Linked DNA regions of Zea mays: region 2 is linked to region 1. The links are chromatin contacts, called in public Hi-C maps. All regions are on one chromosome and are shown on one strand. The core of a region is the stretch at or near the end of the contact, and the rest is flanking DNA. Distances in the headings are between cores, read along the strand shown. Region 1 holds the start of LOCLOC100284690. Region 2 holds the start of LOC100283452 (pyruvate kinase, cytosolic isozyme).

The links. Hi-C and Micro-C count contacts between places; a contact is called where the count stands out from the background.
Region 2: a contact with region 1 is called in a Hi-C map of leaf, with 5 times the contacts expected there. The contact joins the promoter of LOC100283452 here to the promoter of LOCLOC100284690 in region 1. A contact is called at or near these places in 3 of 25 Hi-C or Micro-C datasets (leaf and root tip).

The regions. Positions count from the first base shown.
Region 1 is chr2:1,687,068-1,692,612 of Zm-B73-REFERENCE-NAM-5.0, forward strand. LOCLOC100284690 reads left to right here and starts at 3,208. Exons shown (of 6, transcript NM_001157585.2): 1 at 3,208-3,563; 2 at 3,828-3,981; 3 at 4,072-4,187; 4 at 4,268-4,478; 5 at 4,564-4,801; 6 at 4,895-5,449. The coding sequence starts at 3,879. The coding sequence ends at 5,396.
Region 2 is chr2:1,890,695-1,896,239 of Zm-B73-REFERENCE-NAM-5.0, forward strand. It overlaps LOC100283452 (pyruvate kinase, cytosolic isozyme), which reads left to right and starts at 3,458. Exons shown (of 3, transcript NM_001156353.1): 1 at 3,458-3,843; 2 at 5,406-5,545. The coding sequence starts at 3,577.

The sequences.
Region 1 (5,545 bases), core at 1,958-4,457:
AGCCCGAGTCCGAGCCCTGGGTCGGGCGGAGCGGAGTTTGCCGTCTTCAGGGGCTGAGCCCGAGTCCGAGCCCTGGGTCGGGCGGAGCGGAGTTCGCCGTCTTCCGGGGTTTAGCCCGAGTCCGAGCCCTGGGTCGGGCGAAGCGGAGTTTCCTATGGTGCCTGAGGCCGGGCCTGGCTGTCTGTCAGCCTCGCTCTATCGAGTGGCACAGCAGTCGGAGCGGCGTAGGCGGCGCTGTCCTTCTGTCAGGCCGGTCAGTGGAGCGGCGAAGTGACTGCGGTCACTTCGGCTCTGTCGACTGGAGAACGTGCGTCAGGATAAAGGTGTCAGGCCACCTTTGCATTAAACGCCCCTGCGATTTGGTTGGTTGGCGTGGCGATTTGGCTAGGGTTGCTTCTTGACGAAGACTGGGCCTCGGGCGAGCCGGAAGTATGTTCGTCGCTGGAGGGGGGCCTCGGGCGAGACGGAGATCCTCCGGGGTCGGCTGCCCTTGCCCGAGGCTAGGCTCGGGCGAGGCGTGATCGAGTCCCTCGAATGGACCGATCCCTGACTTAATCGCACCCATCAGGCCTTTGCAGCTTTGTGCTGATGGGGGTTACCAGCTGAGAATTAGGAGTCTTGAGGGTACCCCTAATTATGGTCCCCGACAATATTATTCATAGATTCGGCATTCCTCAGACCTTGACTACAGATCAAGGGACTTCTTTTATGTCAAAGGAGGTACGTGAATTTGCTGAATTATATAGAATTAAGTTGCTTAATTCATCTCCATATTATGCTCAGGCCAATGGACAGGCCGAGTTTAGTAATAGGACATTGATTAACTTGATAAAAAAGAAGATATCTGATAATCCTAAGCATTGGTATAAGATTTTGTCCGAAGCTTTATGGGCTCACAGCATATCTAAACATAGTGCTACTAAAGTGTCTCCTTTTGAGCTTGTCTATGGGCAGGAAGCAGTGTTGCCTGTGGAAATAAGTTTGAATGCTGTCAGGTTCGCCAGACAAAATGATCTAACCATCACTGATTATTACAATTCAATGATGGATAATATTGATGAGGTGACCGACAAGAGGGTGGTAGCTTTGGGAGCAATAGAAAAGGACAAGATCTTGGTAGCTAGGGCCTACAACAAGAAGGTCAAAGCAAGGTCATTTCAAGTAGGGGACCTGGTGTGGAAGACCATCCTGCCTCTAAGGAATAAAGACCAAAAGTTTGAAAAATGGTCGCCAAGCTGGGAAGGTCCTTATAAAGTAAAACAGGTAATGTCTGGTAACGCCTATTTATTGCAAACATTACAAGGCAAGGATTTACCAAAAGCGTTGAATGGGTGTTTTCTCAAGCAGTATCATCCTAGTATGTGGCAAGATGCTTAAGAAAATCGATGTAATCACATCGAGTTAAAATGCTTTTGGTTTGCTCAGTTCCTCTATTTCATTCATCTTCCTTCATATTATAGTCTCGCACACTCTATTTGAATATGAGGTCCCAACATTCAAACCTTCATTGATTTGACTATCAACCAATTTTTACAACTTCTTGTCACCACGCATGAGCGACTCCTGGCCCATGGCAGCCCCCAAGACGCTCTGGTTGGTTGGTAGATCGACCTTACAACTTTTCTTCATATCATCCCAAGTGAGAACAAGACCGCATTGAATGCCAAAAGTAGCGGGGTTTTTTTTTTTTATCGCTTCAAAACTTGGACGGAATCGTTGCTGATGGGCTGGCTGCAACAGGAGTCACTTGCTGCATTGCATGCAAGCAAGAAGACAGAAGAGAAGGGGTCCTTTTGTGCACGCGCGTCATGGCTTACTATTACTAATCCAGATTAGTCCGCCGGCTGCCTGGCGTGTGCTTTGACTTGGGATTATTATATAATAATACGCTACTCGCATCATTAGTCCGAACAATATAAAAATGGCAATCAAAGCGGCCGCCGGCAACGCAACGACATTCTCTCCTTTCTTTACTACGTATATATCTATCTTTTTTCTTTTCTATTCAAGGATAGTTTGTTTGATTACTTGATGGTGCACTCTATTGTATCTTAACCAACAAAAGAAATAGTCTAGCTATACTTTCTTAACCTTTGTACTCACTCCGTCCTAAAATACAAATCATTCTAAAATTTTTGGAGAGTCAGTTTTTAAAGTGTGATCGAAAGTATGGCGAGAATCATAAAGATTTATGACATAGAATAGATATAGTATGAAAAATATACTTAATAGAGAATCTAATGGTATACATTTGATATCGTAAATGTTATTAATTCATTGTATAAAGAAAATATATTTAACTACCCTTTTTGTGGTCATCACAATCACTATTCTCGCTCAACTAACCAAACTTCAAAAACCACACGTACAACTCTCAGGCTGGCCTCTGATTATTATATTAACAATAAGTATGGAGGGATGCTTTCATTGTTTTTTTTGTGGTCGAGGAAAACGGTGTCGGTATTCTAGACTTGTTGACCGTGACACCTCCTTTTTATAAAGAACAGTAGAACGCATGTTTTTTCTTTTGCCATAAGCTGTCGGGGATTGTTGTGCTATTAATGGATTAAGGGCAGGCTTGTTTGGGATTATCATATGTCCATTACTCTACTAGTGAACGTTAGGGCACATATAGTTAAGAGGCTTTGATCGATTGGTTTTCCAAGTACGAACCTTTGAATCATATTATAAGGGTATATATAACACAAATATCCAATTAAATGATGTGCCTCTAGAAAGGTCTATAGGGGGCTAATTGAAAAAAAAAACAAGAGATGCGCTCTTCACGAAGAGTCTACCTCTACACGACTCTTTATATATCTTTAGTATTGATGACTGCGTTTATGATTTAGGATCTCATGATTGTATCATGCAGTGTCTTTATAAAACCGGTCTAGAGTCTCTAGGTTGGTTGTACATGCCCAAAATACATTTAAAAGACAAAAAAAAAAAGTATACGTAGATACAGCATATTCATGAAAAGTCCGTTGCTTTTTCAGTTACAGACTCCTTAATTGATGGAGTTGTATATACGTACGTCGCTATGAGCACCAACCTCCGATATTTTATTGGCCGACTAGCCGTGCGGACGGACGGAGTTTGTTTTCTATAAGAAAATCTCGCAGTTGCGATTGCATTACCTGACCATTAGTATTTTTTTTTTTGAACTAAATACGAGCGTGTGTATGTATCAAACCAACACCAACACGCTCGGCTCCGCCTCCGCTGGTAGGTCACATCACACTCGCTTCAATATTGACACCACCAACGCACGCACGACCCTTCTTCCTCCTCCCGGCGGCTAGGCTGATTTCTCCTTGCATCGCCTTTATTGCGCTCAGCTGCTCTGCCAAGTGCCAACGTCGTACACCTCCAGCAGTGGAGGGAGCCGGAGCACGAGCAACACCAAGGTGTCCGCCACAGAAATCTACATATAATTGCAGCCCCAACCACCTCGTTCCTCTTCCCCTTCCCCCCTCCCCAGCCAAATCCGCTTTCCTAGCTCTAATCGCCGCCGATCTCGCCGGAGGAACTGCTAGCTAGCTGCTCCCTTCACTTCTCAGGTACTAGCCCGTCTTGCTCGCCATATTTCCCTTCTCTCTCTTTCTGTCCACCAAACCAACCCAGCCCTAAGATCTGTTCCAGCCTTCCTGCTGGGGATGTTTGTGTTCGTACCCTCTACAATCGGGTATTAAGTTGGACCGGCTGCAAAGCATGTCCAACCACAACTTCAGTTACTGCAGCAGCAGATTTCCGCGACACTCACACACATCAGTTCCTGATATGCCTGCCCCCTTTACTTTTTTCACAATTACTGCATGCATCAGGAGCCAGGATTAAAAGTTGCCTCAAAGAAGAAGATCCCTCTGCGCCGCTGCATGTTGAGCGAGCCTACCGTAGCGACGAGCGCGGATATGAATTGGTGTTGTGTTCCTAGGGCCAACAAGAGAGAAGAGAACCCTTACTCCAACAGCATCGGCGGTAAGGAAAAAAAAAAATGTATTATTTAATTTGCCTACAAGTTTTGTACTTGCAATTGCATGCTACAATATGCATATTGCATTATTTCAGGCATCTACTCCGAGAAGAACATAAGGCTGTTCTCCTATGCCGAGTTAAGATCTGCTACCGACAACTTCAACCGCACCAACAAAGTGGGACGAGGCGGATTCGGGACAGTTTATAAGGTGCCAGCCAAACTCGATCATATCTATTATATTGACGCCCGCGCGTCACATGGATCATCTCTTGTTTGTTGGCGTCACAGGGAACCATCCGAAGCGGGCGAGAGGTCGCGGTGAAGGTCCTCTCCGCCGAGTCCAGGCAGGGCATCAGGGAGTTCCTGACGGAGATCGACGTCATCAGCAACGTCAAGCACCCCAACCTCGTCGAACTCATCGGCTGCTGCGTCGAGGGAAGCAACCGGATTCTGGTGTATGAGTACCTCAAGAACAGCAGCCTTGACCGTGCGCTGCTGGGTACGAGCCACCACTAGCTGTTTACCCAAACCCATACCCATACCCATACCTACCTACCTGATCCATCAGTTGCGGCGTTCTGCAGCTTCTAACAGTGAGCCTGCCGACTTCACCTGGAGCGTCAGGTCTGCTATATGCCTCGGAGTCGCTCGGGGCCTTGCGTACCTGCACGAGGAGATCGCGGCGCCGATCGTGCACAGAGACATCAAGGCCAGCAACATACTTCTCGACAGGAACTACGTCCCCAAGATCGGGGATTTCGGTCTGGCCAAGCTGTTTCCTGACAATGTCACCCACATCAGCACCCGCGTCGCGGGAACAACGTGAGTACCGACGCCGACGGCCTAGTTTTTTTTTTTTTTTTTTTTTTTTTTTTGCACTTCTGCCGCTTGCCTTTTACCGTATGTTCCTCGCAGAGGCTACCTTGCGCCTGAGTACGCCTGGCATGGCCAGCTCACCAAGAAAGCGGACATCTACAGCTTTGGTGTCCTTGTCCTGGAGATAGTGAGCGGCACTAGTAGCTCCAGGAGCATACTCATGGATGACAAGATTCTCCTAGAGAAGGCATGGGAGCTGTACGAAGCGAAGAGGCTCAAGGAACTGGTGGATCCAGCCCTTGTAGACTGCCCTGACGAAGAAGCCATCAGGTACATCATGGTGGCCCTCTTCTGCCTACAGGCGGCCGCCGCGCGCCGGCCGACGATGCCCCAGGTCGTCACCATGCTGTCCAAGCCCGTCCGGATCAACGAGAGCGAGCTGACGGCGCCGGGGTACCTCCAGGAGTACAGCAGGCGGAGCCCCTTGTCCAAGGCCACCACTTCCACCGACTCCAGGTTCAAGAACCTGGCGTCCCAGGAGGACTCCAACATGTTCAGCACGGTGGTGCCACCCACGGTGACCGAGATGAGCCCCAGGTGAAGCAACCGCCATGTAATTTTGACTAATTCCTTCCTTGCGTTTTGTCAACCGGCGGCGACTATATGATGTAGTGCCAAGTGTGTTTTCCTCCTGCAAATGCGGCAGCTAGATCTTGTACATATAGATTAGTGAATCCATGCCAGACCCAG
Region 2 (5,545 bases), core at 2,208-4,707, 200 kb after region 1:
CCCCGGTCTCGGAACGCCGACAAAGATCTAAGAGAAGTCCAAGAAGTGAAGACGTGTTGCCTGCGGACTGTCTGTGCGAGGAGCACGGGACTGTCCGGTGGCACACCGGACTGTCCGATGTCCTCACGCCGGACTGTCTGGTGCACCAAGAACCTCAGCCCCAACAACTAGTTCCTGGTGGCACTCAGAGGGAAGACCACCGGACTGTCCGGTGTGAAAAGCCTGCGGCGCCAACAGTCACCTGCTCTGACAGGGTAACGGCTAGGCGCACCGGACAAGGAACAATGCGTTGTCTGGTGCCCCACCGGACCGTCTGGTGTGACCGCAGAAAGCAACAACTTTCCTCCAACGACTACTTTTGTGTTGGGGGCTATAAATACACCCCAACCGGCCATTTCCTAGTGTGGGAGCCCAAGAGACATACCAAGGCATACAATAGACATTCACAAGTGCTCTTACACCCAAGTGCTTAATAGAATCACTCGGTGATTAGCATAGGTGCTTTGCGAAGTGCTTACCGCTCTAGCGCTTGCTCTAGGTGAACCCTAGTTAGTTGAGTGAGTTTTGTAAAACCACACAACCCCTTAGCTCTTGTGCGAGCCGTTGTAAATGTGCCGAGTGGGACGCGAGTCTTGAGAGACCGTGACAACCGCGTTTGTGTCACGACCGCCATCGTGTACCGGAGGGAACGAGGCCCGCGGCGTTTCAGCTGGAAGCTCGATAGTGGAGACGGCGGGGAGCGTCCGAGAGGAGCCGAAAGCGGAGCACCACTTGCGCGTGGAGAAGGCCCGCGGCTCCCTACGGAGTTACTCGACCGAGGTGCTTGGCCCTCGCGTAGGCTTCCCTTTGCGTAGGGGCACCAACGAGGATTAGTCGGGACCTTGCGCGGTTCCGGATACCTCGGTAAAAATACCGGCGTCATCCACGAGAGTTTGCATCTCTACTTTGCTCTTTAAGTTTCCGCATTTATATTAAGCATTTAAGTTTCAATCTTGTATTTATACTTATTCAGTGTAGATTGAAACTTAGTCATTGCGGTAGAGATAGCAACACTTAGACAAAACCTAGTCTGCACATTCTAGTTTGATTATTTGCATAGATTTTGCTTTAGGGATTTATTTGTGGCCTAAATTAACGAAAGTTTTAGAAGTCCTAATTCATCCCACCCTCTTAGTCGTCACCCGTTTCCTACACCATTAACTCAAATTGAGCTTTCTCAAACTTCAGCTAAACTCTCAGGACTGATTTGGTGATCCTATCAAAGGGAAGGTTTGGAGAAATCCTCTTACTATTTAATTTTGAATAACAAGATGATCCCTCCCTTATAAATTCTCTCCAATTATCTGGTCACCAAACCCGTCATCAATTCGGGGTCACGTGGCGTGCACCCATGCTGCCGCCCACGATCCATTCCTCAATGTCTTTGTTTTCTTGCCCTTGAAAACAAAGCAGGTCACCACCTATCTTCTTCTTCTTCAGTTCTTCTAGATGTGTAGGCAAACTAGTCCGTTCACCGCAGATTTTGTAGTCCAACCATTTTCGTTTGCTTTCGCAACAGGCTCCGACGCTCTATTGCACCCACCTGTCCAGAGTCCAGAGCACGGACACATCGGCACATGACAATGACATGATGTACAGTACAGCTGCGTTACAATAAATTACCGGCCTGCTTAGCCGACAACTAAAATATATCATAACAAAGACTGTGTGCAAAAGTTATCGAACTATGATTAAAAAAATGTTTGGCATGTATTTTACATGTCAATTGTGAGACGTTGGTAAATTCTAGCAGCAAATGAGTAATCTTTTTGATAAATTTGATCACGAACCAAATAGACACTTGTTAGATGATTTGGACACGAGAGCTCATTAGTAATGAAAAAAATATGGTGCAGAGACAGAGATGCATTAGTAGTGTTTGGTTAAGGAGCCAAGTAGAACGGAGCCGTTCCATCCATGATTCTAGGAACGGAGCCGCTCTATTTTGTGTTTGGTAATCTGGAACAGAGCGGCTCTGTTTTTTGTTTGGTTGTAGAGTGAACGGAACGGAGCGTGACTGTGAGAGCGAGATGGGAACGGAGTGGCTCCGTCCGGTTGATTTTTTGGAGCGGAATGGTTCCAGATCTGAGGAGAATATTCACTAATTGGAGCCATTCCATTCTAGTTACTTTGTAACCAAACAGCAACAAAACTAGGACTGAACGGCTCCGTTCTACTTGGCTCTTCAACCAAACACTACCTAAGAAATGTTATATATTGAGAGAAGAGAAAATTCATATTAAGACGGAGAAGATTGAATATTTATATGCAAAATTTAAAATTTATTTTAGCACGGAGAGAACGTATATTTTCGTAGCTCCATCTGTCCACATTCTCGATGTGACGAGCGTATAAATATTTTGACGAGAAATGGTCTGGTCCAGCCGTTGAGGCTCAAATAATTAGAACCGTTGCTAACAGCAACAGGAAACGTTCAGAAGATTAGTGTGCCTTTTGTTGTGGAATGGGAGAATGCCAGGGAAAAACGAGAGATGAAAACGACCGTGACGAAAGAAACGGGCAGACGCAGAGCCGCCGACAACGAACGCTGTCGAGGAACACGAACCGAAAGCATCCAAAACGGAGGGCCTGGTTTCTGACGATCGACGCTGGTTTTGGCAAATGCCCAGGAATCATCCACCCCACCATCACCCGCGCTCGCATCGAAATTCGAAAAGGCGGGCAAATCCCACCACTTCAACAGCACTAATTTCAGATCTAATTTAGATATTATAATTATTATTCTTTCTCAATTGCCGTCGCAAAAGAAGACCCTTTCACCGTTGCAGTGCAGGGAAACCTCAGACAGGCCTGACTAACAACGACACATCGGCATAAGGGCATGTACAGTGGAGAGACACCAAAACGGTTCTCCAAGCACAGGAGACAACTAAGAGACTCTATTGTACAATGGAGTGTCTATAAACGTAGTCTATTAATAAATACAGAATTAAATGTATTTGTATAGCATCAGATCGATAGAACAGACGACAAATTCGTACAGTGGGAAGTGAGGCGTCTGTTGCTACTTGGTTTACGAGCCAGAGGCGTCTCTTCACGGAGAGACGGCTCTAAGATGTTTTTTGCAAATAACCCCCTTAAACATCTTAAGAGACTCCACATTAAACACCACTGTACATGCCCTAACAGTCAGGTGGACGCAGGGGTCACTGACGGGTAGGCCCGCCATGCTCTTTCCTGCGACCATCGCTCTCGCTCCCACTCCAAGGTACTATCCCAAATTCAGTGGGCACCACGTGTCCAGCGACTGACCCCTGCCTGGTGCATGCGCCTTCCATCTCCGGCCGGTCTCCGCTCGTCGTCCTCGCCCAGCCCAGAGACGCCCACGGAATCGCAATTCCCCACTCCCACCCCCCTTCTCCTTTCTATAAAGGGAAACTTCGCCACCAAATCTCGAATCCCATCTCGCTGCTCTCCGCCGCTCGACGCCGACGCCGACGCCGACACCTCTCCCTCCCCCATTCCCCGTGCCCCGGACCGCGGAGCAGACAGAGGCGAGATCCGGAGCGCCGCGCGATGGCGAACATCGACATGGCGAAGATCCTGGCGGACCTGGACCGCGGCGCCGGCGACGCGCGGCTGCCCAAGACCAAGCTCGTCTGCACGCTTGGCCCGGCCTCCCGCTCCGTGCCCATGCTCGAGAAGCTGCTCCGCGCCGGCATGAACGTCGCGCGCTTCAACTTCTCCCACGGCACCCACCAGTACCACCAGGAGACGCTCGACAGCCTCCGCCAGGCCATGCACAACACCGGCATCCTCTGCGCCGTCATGCTCGACACCAAGGTCTCTTCCCCACCTTCCCTGCTGCGTGCTGCCTTCTGTCTGTGTCATGGATTTGCTGCCGTTGCATGCTTTAGCTGCATGTGTGAGTTGGCTACCCGCTTACCAATTGGTTGGATCGGGCCTGGCGCCTGCCGGGGTTTCTTTTTCTCTTTGCCGCCGGAGGGATCTAGTGATCTGTTCAGTCGGACTCGGACGAGCTAGAATTTTTTTTTTAATCTCATCTCAATATGATTCCCACTCATGGAACTTGGTATTTTGATCTCAATGGGTTTTCGGTAGCACAAGGTTTAGATCTCAACTTAATTAGTGCATGCTACATGTATAACGACATACATTATACCATTAATAACGCGTGTAATAGTACGAAACAAACTTCTCCCACGGCAAGTAGCTTTCCGTAGGCAACATGCGCTGACTTTTGGCAGTTGCCAAGGGTGTGTGTCTTGAATGATCCGCATGCCATATACGTCTTGTTGGTTGAAGTTACTTTCAGATTCTGACTGCTTATTGTTCAAGTTACTGCAACTCTGGAATGTTTTTGGACTTAAATAAATGGTTTGACTGCTTGGTGTAGAGTTCATCTGCATCGAGCTTCCAAGGTCTTGATTTCTTGACAGTTGCTGCTACTTTATTTAAGATGCTGTTGGTTATTTGTGTTTGTAAAAAAGGAAACAGCACTACATGTTGGTTAAAGTTAGTTTCAGATTTTGTCAGTATGTTCAATCCTTTTACCTTGTACAATAGCACTTTCGGTTGTATGTCTAACTTTATCTACCCAGACCCAGAGTGTACTGAACAGTTGGTGGATGTTGAGCACTCCTACTTTACCTGATGTGGGAGTTTGGGTTTAAGAAGTCAATTCCTTCACTAGACTTGAAGATTGGCAAATTGTAAGCCAAAATATTTTTCATGGACATCGGCGTTTTGAGCTCAATGGTTTCTGAAGGAGTATTTAGACATTCATCTTGATCAAAATGAATGCTACATATATGTTCAGCACCTGTGATTACATTAGTTGCTTTCTTACGAAGTGGGATATTGATTTGTGACAGTTCGACAGAATAGTGTTTGCCTTGTTGCCATTCATGTGAAAAAATCTCCGTGTGAATGGTTGAAGTTAGTTCCAAGTTTGTTATGTTTTGTTCAGGTTACTTTCTCTACTTCTGGTTATGGTTCTAAGTTTAATGGTATGGGTCAGAGATTATTGTATTGTATCTAATGGGTCGGTCAATTTTCAATTGGTGTTTCATTTTCTTGACACAAAAAAACTGATATACAATGGAACTTCTAAGGGTATTTATTCCTTAATTTTTTTTCAGTTGCCACTAAGTTGCTTCCTCTTCATTTTTCTTATGTTTCAGTTATGGGTCCCATGGTCATATTTGTTGATTTGGCTTCATCACTAAAATCGAGTACATATATACTATACCTGCTCTTTGCTGCTTATGTTGTTATGTGCCCTCCATGATATTATGTAGCAAAAAATTCTGACTGTGTTCTTCTTTGTAGGACATTTAAGGTTGTTGCATGAAGTGTTCTTAGTCAGTCTTTTGTTTCTGCAGGGTCCTGAGATTCGTACAGGGTTTTTGAAGGATGGTAAACCAATTAAGCTAACCAAGGGTCAAGAGATCACTGTTACCACTGATTATGATATCAAGGGTGACGAAAAAATGATCGCTATGAGTTACAAGAAACTGCCTGT